Linked DNA regions of Mus musculus: region 2 is linked to region 1. Evidence: chromatin contacts called from public Hi-C data. All regions are on one chromosome and are shown on one strand. Each heading gives the region's core, a stretch centred on a gene start, on an enhancer-like site or on the middle of the called end of the contact. The rest is flanking DNA. Distances are from core to core; before and after follow the strand shown. Region 1 overlaps Poln (DNA polymerase N). Region 2 overlaps Zfyve28 (zinc finger, FYVE domain containing 28).

What was found. A called contact is a pair of places that touch in the nucleus more often than the background predicts.
Region 2: a Hi-C map of Th17 cells shows a contact between it and region 1, with 3 times the contacts expected there. The contact joins two enhancer-like sites. A contact is called at or near these places in 3 of 15 datasets of contacts at CTCF or cohesin (CD8 T cells, pro-B cells and stem cell-derived epiblast-like cells), 36 of 484 Hi-C or Micro-C datasets (the 63-12 cell line, the AML12 cell line, CD4 T cells and 23 more), 4 of 115 datasets of contacts at active chromatin or transcription factors (T-cell acute lymphoblastic leukemia, double positive thymocytes, thymic regulatory T cells and 1 more) and 3 of 9 other capture datasets (adipose tissue, liver and pancreatic islet).

What each region holds. Positions count from the first base shown.
Region 1 is chr5:34,136,827-34,142,403 of GRCm38.p6, reverse strand. All of the region lies in intron 2 of Poln (DNA polymerase N), which reads left to right. Among named protein-coding and RNA genes, the nearest start is that of 4930557J02Rik, 21 kb to the right of the region's middle. Within about 2 kb of position 2,408, at least 2 of the 459 cell types and tissues checked have an H3K27ac peak or open chromatin away from gene starts, as enhancers often do.
Region 2 is chr5:34,246,472-34,252,294 of GRCm38.p6, reverse strand. The region is part of intron 1 of Zfyve28 (zinc finger, FYVE domain containing 28); the gene reads left to right. Among named protein-coding and RNA genes, the nearest start is that of Zfyve28, 39 kb to the left of the region's middle. Within about 2 kb of position 2,989, at least 35 of the 459 cell types and tissues checked have an H3K27ac peak or open chromatin away from gene starts, as enhancers often do.

The sequences.
Region 1 (5,577 bases), core at 1,159-3,658:
TAGGGTTTTCTAGAGGAACGGAACTGATTGAATTGTGTGTGTGTGTGTGTGTGTGTGTGTGTGTGTGTGTGTGTGTGTGTGTGTATGGTTGTCTGCTAATGTTAGGCCCAAGAGGCCAGTAATTGTACAGTTCATGAGGGTGGTTTTCTCAATTAGTCCTCCATATATACCGCAATCCCAAAGAAGGAAGTTCTAATGTCAGTGAATGGGCTTGCAAGTGAGAGCGAACAGGCAAAAAGAGAGCGTCCTCTTTTCTTTGGCTGTCCTAGAACTCACTCTGTAGACCAGACAAGTCTCAAACTCATAGAGATCTGCCTCCGACGTGCTGGGATTTAAGGTGTCCGCACCACTGCCTGGTTGCTTCCTTTTTTTGTGTCTTTTATACAGACTGCAGCAGAAGGTGTGGCCCAGACTAAAGGTGGATCTTTCCATTACAAAATTAAATAAATTAAGTAAGTAAGTAAGTAAGTAAGTAAGTAAGTAAATAAATAAATAAATAAATAAATAAATAGAAATTTAAAAATCCAGTTTAAAAGTAGGTCTTTCCACTTCAAATGATTTACTGAAGAAAAAAACTCACAGTTGCACCCTGCTGCTTGGATTTTAGTCAGTTCTAGATGTAGTCAAGTTGGCAACTAAGAATAGCCACCACAAGTCCATTCCTTGTCAACTTGACACACAGTCACATTTCCTTATATCACACTTAATTTTCAAATGAAAACAATAACCAGATAATTATAGCTAACATGGTAATAAACATTCCATGTATAGTTACAAACATACTACATATTTAATCAGCTCACAATTATGCCTAATATGATAGAACAATTCCTCATACAACCACAAACACATTTTAGAATAGGCAGCAATATTTCTTGAGGGATGTTCCTTTAGTATCTTGAACTTAAATATGATAATCACAGATCGTCTCATAATCGATGTTATATTACATGATAAAGACATTGAGGAAAGAAACACGCTCTTAAAATATGACAGAAGACATCACTTATAGCCCTCATTTCTTCAACTGCTCATGTAGTGTTAGCTGGCATTTGTAACTACCTTTTACTACACACTCAGTATTTTCTCCATCCTTAGCAAGGTCTTGCCACTTTTCCTAGAGGAGTAACCTATACCTTCATTCCTGAAGGGTCTGTACCTTTTCTCGTCCTGTTTGGATTAGGTTGTAGTTTCCCATTGGTTTTAATCACAGGACATGGTAGCACCAAGAGATGCCAAAGGATCATCTGAATTCCAGATATAATCTTTCTTGCCTCTATAATGGAGACTCAATCTAATTTCCTTTTGGAATCTGGATCAGTCTCCCCTCCTAATAATCTTACTCCTTTCTTAGCCTGTTGGTTTAAGGGTATCAGAAGCCCAAAGTGTCCAGGGGACAATCTTGAGCTTTCAGGTCAGTGGAATTTATTTATTTATTTATTTATTTATTTATTTATTTATTTATTTATTTATTTCGGCTCCTGGCAGGAGCACTCCCTATGGGAAATCAAAACTTCTAGACCAGTAGAACTTAAGGTTGAGGGGGCACCCATCAACAGATGAGTAAAGGATATATATATATATGCATACAGTAGAATCTTACTCAGCCATAATGAAACTGACATTTGTAGGGAAACTGGAGACCATATTAAGTTAAAGAAGCCAAACTCAGACAATGTTTTCTGTTTAATCTTGTGTTCATAAAGTAGAGGAAGACTTTGGGAAAGGGGGAACCAGAGTAGGTTGAAATGGAAAATAGAGTGAATTATCAAGTACAATAACGTGTGAAAACCAAATGGTACAAAAAGTATTGTTCTGGTGGTTTTGCCATCCAGATATACAAAGGGCCTAGAAGCCCTTCCCCGTGCAGCTAATCCATGTCCATGTTGCCTGGATGACTGAAGATCTAAGCCCTACTGTCCTTCTGCTTGAAAGTAGTGCAGTGTCATTTGTCTTAGAAAAACCTGGTATGTTTGTTCATCTTGTAATGTGTTAGGGACACCCAAAACTAAACTGATGTCTTATTACTCTACTTTTTCTTAATGTTTCTATGTGCTCAAACATTTTATCTGAAACTTTCAGAGTTTATATGTACTTTATAGTATAAGTTAAATGTTTTGCTTTCTTGGGTCTCTTTCCACTTCCTGTTCTTTTCATTAAACTGGTCTAGCAGAACCAGGTTTGCTAAGGGAGTATTTTCTTCCCCTCAAGGGACAGAAGTCACATAGTAACTTGAACAGGGAATGTTTAAATTGTTATTGACTAGATGGATTTTAACAACCAAGGTATATAAAGAGAACTCTAAAAGATCTAAGTAGCAGACAGGGAGCAGCTTCCTACCCCAGTGCTGGAGCAGTGTGCTGAAAAAAGGAGAGGTGTCCATCCTCTGGCAGTGTTCCTCCAGCACCCTCTGCTGACTATGTTTAGCACTGTGCCACGAATTTACAGGGTCAGCTCCAAGATCACAACTAGCTAGGAAAGTCAAGAAGTTCATGTTCACTTAAGATGGATGATAGAAACTTTTATCTTGCCCCAGGACTGTTAGGAAGTGTTTCCATGGCATCATGCCAGTCCAACAGCACAGATATTGTCTGTGGGAGCTTTTGCTGTGAGGTGGGTGGGAGATAAACTCTAAATGATTCAGAAGGCTTAGGGGATGCAGTAGGGTATTTACAGGATTGTATGCCTCCCACCACTAAGGAAGAGTCATAGACCTGATAGAAAACTTGGAAGAGAATGAAAGCATATGTCTCACATTTGGGAATGTGTTCTACCCCAAACAGTGAATGATACAAAAGTCACCTGCTTCATGTAGGGCCTAAAGTAGATGGGGTTCAGGCAGTGAAGCTAGTGTCCCAGCCATGTGTATTTCCAGCTAAATAGACCTGATGATATTAAAGGTGGGGAAAAAAAAGATGTGTGGCTTTTAGAGCCTTAACAAAAGAATCATAATACAGACTTCAATAATATGAAGCAAGGCTATTCCATCAGCATCAGAGAATCATAAATCTTTTAAAAGATTAAAATTAAACTAAAAATTCCTGAAATGGAAACTTAAGGGTTCTTTCGAAAGCTGAAAATTGGTTGGATGGTTGCTGGGGCGAACATGTTGTCTTAGTTAGGCAATTCTTTATTACCAATCAAAGCCAGCTGGGGGCAGGACCCTCAGGTCTGGAAGCATAGTTTTTTTGGGAGCCAAAATAAGACAAAGCATTAGAACCAATTCCCAACAATTTAACTTCGAGTCATTTGTTTCACTGCTCCCAGACATACCTTCCCCAGAACCCTTCTCCAAGCTGAGGCTGGTCCTTGGCACTAATATATTTTAAAGCTTAGGCCTTTTGCTAGGGCAGTCTTCCAGTTACCATTTAAACTTAATCTGACTATTCTAACCTGTAACAGACCACATGGCTAGTTCATTCCCTCCCTCCTCTGTTATAGTCCATCTCTATCTGCCTCTGTGCCCACCTTATACTCTGCCTCATCCTCCCTTGCATCACTCTCTGTGCCCAGAAGTCCCATTCTCATACTTCCTGTCCCAGCTACTGGCCATCAGATCTTTATTACAACCAGTCTGCAGTGAGACAATACCTAATACATCTCTTAGATTGCTTATAGCCAGGTAAGTAAGGGCAAACATTTACAAAAGAAAACCCAGTGATGGGCTGTCTTAGTTAGGGTTTTACTGCTGTGAACAGACACCATGACCAAGGCAAGTCTTATAAAAAACAACATTTAATTGGGGCTGGCTTACAGGTTCAGAGGTTCAGTCCATTATCATCAAGGTGGGAGCATGGCAGTATCCAGGCAGGCATGGCGCAGGAGAAGCTGAGAGTTCTATGTCTTCATCCAAAGGCTGCTAGTGGAAGACTGACTTCCAGGCAACTAGGGTGAGGATCTTATGCCCACACCCATTCCAACCAGGTCACACCTATTCCAACAAGGCCACACCTCCAGATGGTGCCACTCCCTGGTCCAAGGATATACAAACCATCACATTCCACTCCCTGGTCCCCGTAGACTTGCTCAAAAACATGAGTCTATGGGGGCCATACTTAAACATAGCATAATGCAAAATGCATTTCGTCCAACTTTCAAAGTCCTCATAGTCTATAGCAGTCGCAACAATGTTAAAAGTCCAAAGTTCAAGGTCTCTTCTGAGATTCATTCAACTTAATTAACTGTAATCCCCAAAGCAAGGCAGGAAACCAGCTGGGCAAACTCCAAACTCTGCATCTCCATGGCTGATGTCAAAGCCGTCTTCAGATCTCCACTCCTTTTTCATCTTTGTTGACTACAACAAACTGCTTTCTCCTGGGCTGGTTCCACTCCCTGTTAGCAGCTTTCCTCAGCATGTATCCATGGCTCTGGCATCTTTAACATCTTTGAGTCTCCAAGGCAATTTCAATGTTACAGCTTCTTGTTTCAGTGTCTGGGATTCCACTTGATCTTTTGGACTCCTTCTAAGGGCTGGCATCACTTTTCCAGCTCTGCCCTCTGTAGCACTCTAAGCTCAGGTTGATCCACTCCACTACGGCTGCTGTTCTTGGTGATCATCCCATGCTACTGACATCTCCAATACACTGGGGTGTTCCACTCCACCTAGGCTTCACAATAGCCTCTCATGGGCTCTCTTCAGGGTGCCAAGCCTCAAATCCTTTGCATGACTCCTTCAGTCCTGGGCCATCATCTACAGCTGAGACTTCACCTTCTCCAATGGCCTTCGCTGGCCTCTCACAGTGCTAAGCCTCAGCTTCTCTCCATGATCCCTTCATTCCTTTACAAGCAGTACCACCTGAGTGACTCTTACACATTACCAAGTCCAGCCGCAGCATGAGGTACAACCTTGGGTATCTCTGGAACACAGCTTCTTTGTGTTCCCAGAAAACAATTTCCAGATTTCACCTCAGTGATGCTGGTCTCTTCTTAATCACTGCTAATTCCTTAGCTCCAGCTAACCAGCATCAATTTTCCCAGTAGTTCCTTCCATTCTTAACTCTAGAGCCAGAGCCACATGGCTGAAGCTGCCGAGTTCTGCTGCTTACAGGAACTAGAACATGATCCCCTTGTACTATTACATTATCACTAGCTTTATGTTTTCTAAATCCTTCACTGCCTAAGCTTGGCTATCCTGGGTCTTGCTCTGTAGATTGGCCTTGAACACAGAGATCAGCATGCCTGTCTCCTGGGATTAAAGGTGTGTACCACGATGCCTGGATTTAATTTAGCTGGGTAGGATCTTGCTCCAAGATCCCACTCCCTTAATCTGTTATCTCCTAGAACACAAGATTTTGTTCCATTTCACTTCCTGGTACCCCTTTAATACTCGAACTATATATTTTATATTTTGCCTTTTTAAGCTTGCGATGCTTATTCAAACTTCTCTTTGTGAGACTTAACCAGAGAACAAAGTCTCTGCTGGGCTTTTTTGAAACTTCCATTGTCAATGCAATTAATGCAATTAATCCAAGTCTCTTCACCTTAGCCTCAGGCAGACTTTTCAGACAAGGGCAAAAAAGTAGCCACATTCTTCACCAAAATACCACAAAAACAATCTTTATGCCACATACTGAAATA
Region 2 (5,823 bases), core at 1,740-4,239, 110 kb before region 1:
AGTTCATCCTGGGCAATACAACAGAGCCCTATTTCTAAAAACAAAACAAAACAAAACAGGATGAAAAGAACCAAGTTTTCTAAATGGTGTGTGGTGGCTTGCAGAAAAAAGTGTGACAGCCAGGCCAGGGGTATCATTTGTGTTGCTGCTGCAAGGTCCTTGCCCAGTAGCTCCCTGACATGGGGTATCCTGATAGGAGAAGGCTGTTTATCCTCATGTGATCAGCCCACCCTGCAGGGCTGGGATCTTCTCCGTAGCCTCTCTCTCCAAGATGGGGGTCTGTCTCCATATCATAGAGTAGACTGAGGTTACAAAGGCTCCTTTGTTCCCGGACAGGGTGGAGGCCGATGCACTTGGACACTAACTGCTGCTGTCCTTGTGTGATTAGCGGTTGTGGGAAGGCTGCAGACTCTCCCACACCATCAAGGCCTTCTGAGCTGGCTTTGGCATCTGTTGCAAGCAGGAATGAGACTGGGAAAAGGAAGATATTTTGGAGAGACAGTGGGTACAGGGGGTGATTCTTATTGGGGTGTCTAAGCTAGATCTAAAACCTTAACTTACCAGATTGCTGAGAAGCCAGAGAGGCATAGCCTTGCCTGCAGGGAGGCCTAAGCACCATCTCAGAGAATATCCCATTGGGCAGCACTTGCTATAGAAGATTTTCAGGAAACGTAGGATTCTGGCTCTCAGAATGTATGGTGAATCTCCCAGGTACGGATAAGGTTCCACAGGGACCACTAGCCAGAGTTCTTTATTCTCAAATCTTTCTGATGTGGCATATTTTGGTGGCTATCTCTTTCTGGTCCACCCTCAGTTGGTGTGTTTGGCAGGGGCTGTGCTGGAGCTATCTTTATTTACTATTGAGTGCGATTGTATGATCTTTTGGTTTGGTTTCTGCTGTGTTCAGCTGAGGAGGAATTATCTTCCCCTACTCCCTGCCTGTATGCCTATGCACCTTTTGTGTAGTAGAGGGTTGCTCTTCGCCCAATATAATGGACCACAGGGGCCAGAAAAAAACACATATAGTGTCTCTTGTATGTCTCCTTTCTGGAATTCAGCCAACAATGGGGTCTATTTGTGTTGACTAGCTCAGTAACCCAGAGTCCAGCCAAGACTAAAGCTGGAGGGCCCCACTGGGCATATTGGAACCAATGCCTAGCTAGCCAGTACTGGCCATCCATGAGCCTGAGAAAGAAAAGCTTTGTGACAGCACCTGGGGTCACTTGTCCCCAGATCAGTTTCAAAGCTCTGAAAGGTAATAGATCGAAGATGCTGAGTGGACCAGAAGCAGAGACAGGGTTTCTGTGGGACAGGGCTGACCTGGGAGCCACCAGGTAGCATTGGGAAGTCTGTGAGATGACAGCCTAGGTTGCTGGAGAGGAAAGCCTCACATGCCTGCCTGCACCTGAGGCCCTGTGGCAGGCAGCACACGTGGGAGGTGTGGGGTATCATGGCCTGTGTCGCCTGTGGGCATGGGGCAGACCCACCTGGCTACTTTCCTGCTCGTCCTTCAGGAATGTCTGTCATGTTCCTTTCCTATATGACTCCATGAGAAGGAAATAGCACCAACCCCTCACTAACTTTATGTCATGGAAATGTAGCTGCCCTCCAGTCTCTGCCCACTTCTGCTCAGGGCTACCCCAGCCTCTCCCTCCTTTGCCTTTGTGAATCCTAGAAGTTCTAAGACTACTTTTCTGTCTCTGGGATGCTGTGTCCCATTTGTTACCCTGCCTCATCCTTTCTTGAAGAGTGCCTTGGGCCTCTGTCCAAGGTTGCTGTTGCAGTGGTAGGTGGATAGCTCAGCTTGTCCCTAACTGGGCCACTCAGTGGACACAGAGCACAGGTACTTCCTGCTGTCTGCACGGTTCTCACCGTCACTCTTGAGAGGATGCTGATTTTACTTTGCATCATCCGCCTCATGCAGCCCAACCCAGTCATCCCTGATTCAGGTCAGGGATGCCTTGTGGGGGGTGGGGCTCCTTCTTGAGGGAAGGATATATTGTAGTTGGCTCCTTTTCCTGGCCAGCTGTTTCTTGCTGTCATTCTTGTGCACACTAATGAGGGCACTGGGGATTGTATATACAACTTACTGGCAGTCATGATGCCTGTCACAGTGTTGCAGGGGTACTTAGCAGGGGGTGGACCATGGGTTTGGGATTTGAGCTTGGAGCCAGGCCACCTGGTCTCTTCAGTCTATGCTGCAGATTATTCTCTTCCCTCAGGCCGTTGTTCCTTTAACCACAGCACTGAAGTGGTTTGTTTGTATTTTACCACAGTGTCGGTGTTTGCTAATGTGAACAAAAACAAAAGTGTCACTTGGCCTTCAGAGAGTGCTATGAAAGGCTAGGAGAGGTTGTGCTGTTACCTAAGGACAGACAGGGCTCCCAGTGGCCCCATACCTCCAAGGACAGGCCAGCTGTGGATCTGGGTCAGGCTGAAGGGATGTGAGGGATGCTGACTGTCTCTAGGTACTTGTGTGAATGAGTGGGGTAAGGGTACCCTAGGAGAGCCTAGGTCAATGTTTGGAGACAACAAGCAGTCCCAGCCTTGGGGATGTGTTGCCTGAGACCTGTGCGGCTGTTGGGATTAGTAGTTGTGTGTCGAGTTAAGGTTCCTTCAGAGCGTTTTCTTGCTTCTCTGTGGAGTGCAGAGTTTAGCGCTTTCCTGGAGACCTGGTCCAGGAGAAGTCAGGACCCAGGATGGCATTATGGGTGACCATCCCTTCGTTGACCTCTCCAGTCTCTTTTCGAAGTCCATGTATGACCACTGTCTGTGGATAGGCTGAGACAGAAAGGTAATGTACCAGGGCTCCATGTTCTGAATATTGAGTGGCCCTTAGCTGGTTATGAGGAAGGGTTCCCGGAAGTTGGTATTCAGACCCCAGCTGACATTCTGACAACATCTGCTTGAGGAAGAAGCAGCTGGACTCTGTGTCACTTGTGGGCTGACCCGGGGCAGGAGCTGTCCTCTCTGGTCTGCCACGCTTCCTGTGCTGCTTGCTACCTGTGCAGATGTCACATCCTGCTGCCTGCCTGTTATTCTCTTACCTCGAGCCTGACCAAGACCATGAGGTTGCTCTCTAGAGCTACAGAGCATCCATTAGTGTCCTCTGACTGCAGTATTCATGTAATTTTTAGGAAGCAGGAGTGTGAACAGGGTCTAGCCCTGGCACTGGCCTACCCTTTCCTTCCACCAGAGAGGCCTAGGGGTTCTCACTCTGGCCCTGGGTAGAAGTCCTAGCTTCATGGCATCCAGCATGCAAACCATGTAAACCAGGCCATTTGTTACTTTCATGTGCTTCGACCTCCCTGCCTGGACTGCTGCACAGAAGACTCTGATGAGCAGTGTCTGATACGGGGCTGGGCCTGACTTCCCTGGAGTGGCTCATGGTAAGCAAGGCACAGGTGCTTTGATCTCTGATTCTGTCCTAGTCCACAGAAGTCCTCTGAACTATAGGGAAACACTTCAGAGTCACCCATGGCTACTCAGAGGGCCCCTGTGAGCAGGACCCAAGCTCACACTGTGAGCATATCCACACTGATAGCCACACTCACCAGGAACCAGGCATCTGAGTGAATACATAATGCAGTCAACTTCTTGTAGTTAGGGCTGCAGTAGTCCATTATGTATCGTGACTTTAACTTTATAAGTGCCCGGTATATCTGTGAGTGAGTGTGTGTGTGTGCGTGTGTGTGTGTGTGTGTGTGTGTGTGTGTGTGTGTGTGTGTGTGTGGTGTGTGTGTGTGTGTGTGTGTGTGTGAGTGAGAGAGAGAGAGAGAGAGAGACGGTGTGTACGAGAGTGCTCTCATGTGCATGATAACAGGCAAGCTCACATCACAGGGAGATCAGGGCACAACCTCAGGTGTCACTCCTTGCCACCCACCTTGTTCAAGTCAGGGTCTCCTCTTTGTTGTTCGCTACTGCACACCCCAGGATAGCCGGCCTGTGAGCTACTGAGGTTTTCCTGTCTCCACCTCTCTTTTCTCCAGAGGAGCACTGAGTTTACAAATGTGTGCCACCATGCCTGGTTTTTTAAGGTGGGTCCTGGGGATCTGAACTAAGGTCCTAACCTCTGCACAGAAATTTATCTCATGAGCTGTCTCCCCAATCCTCAAAAATTGTTTTAAAACAAAATTCTTTATGATTAATTTATGAATAAATGTTTGACTTGTATACCTGTTTTATGCACTTATATATCCAGGGTGATCTCAAGGTTTGTTGGGAAAGGTTTTTTCTAGTGAAAAAAAGCCCAAGGACTCTTCTAACCTTTTTTCTCTCTCCTTGGCTGTGGGTGTAGTTAAGACAGTATCCACACAGAATTGTTTTAAAGGCATTCCTGTAGTTAGAGTATGCTTTTACAATGTTGCAGTTTTTATTTCAAACTTTTTCACAAAGTACCTATCTCTTGCTACTTAAAGTAACCTCTTTTTGTACAGTTTCTTTTGGGACATCAAACACTTAAAATCTTGCCTGGAGAGATGGTTCAGTGGTTAAGAGCACTGACTGTTCTTCCATAGGGTCCAGGTTCAATTCCCAGCACCCACATGGCAGTTCACAACTGTCTGTAACTCCAGTTCCAGGGGACCTGACACTCTCACACAGATACACATTCAGGCAAAGCACCAATGCACATGAAATAAAAATTAAAACAAACAAACAAACAAACAAACCCCCAAACCACAAAATCAGCATGCCGCCTCCCAGTATCAGACCTGTGAGCCAACCTGCATGGGGCCAGTGCCCACCAGGCTGGTGGAGCACTGAGTGGTGAGTTGGTGAATTGGTTCTTTGGGCCCTACTCAGCATACTTACAATTATAGACTTAGTAACCAAAATTTTCTCTTGGATCCTTTAATCAGGACCAATTGACTCTCATTGGTTTTGTTAACTCATTTCCTGGGACCCCCTGCCTGGAGGCTTCCTCTTGCACAGCACCTGGGGCCTGGGATAGGCGTGACTGGCACAGTAATTTAGAATCCATCCTGCTCCCACACTTTGGCTTGTGGGGAGACACAGAAGGACTTTGGTTCTTTAGTCTGACAAAGCTGTCCTGAGGGGCCTGGCGCTCTCACTCCATTGGCAGCTAAAATTTAAAACAGCAGACATTTTGCGTTTTTGTAACATTTTCTGAAAGCTCTTACTTTCTTCTGCTCTAGGTGTATGCATGCCTGTGTGTGCATTATAAGTGTGTGTGTGTGTGTGTGTGTGTGTGTGTGTGTGAGAGAGAGAGAGAGAGAGAGCAAGCAAGCGAGCAAGAGCGAGCTTTGGTCACAATGGAGAATATAGGGCAGAGGGTGAAACTTGACTAGCATGGAATATAATTTTGAATGCTAACGGGTATAGGCCTTCTACTTTAGGTCCTTCCCATACTGAACAGTTAACTCACACATTTGTGCACACATAAATGCATGTACATACTAATAGAAATGCATGTAAATATACACATGCACAATGCATATGTATATAGCCATTCGCACACTCACCTACGTACACATGGGTGCTGTTGGTTTCTGCAGAGCACAACAAGAGGGAGGTAGGTGGGTCAACATGTTGTCCTCTTGACAGGAGGCTGGGTCCCCTCCTTGGTGATGGGTTGGTTTCAACCTGGGAAACTGTGACAGATGGGACTTTCCTGACACCCCTAGGCCAATGTCAGCTGCTCTGCTCCTTGTCTGCCAAGCCTTCCTTTCTAGCATTTCTTGGTGGGGAGCTTGTGGGTTTGAGGTCAGAAGGGAACTAGGGTTCGTTGACCTGGTTGACCACCCTAAGCTGGCTGACCAGTAAAGTGGATCATACTGTGTACAGCACACATCTCTTGGGTGA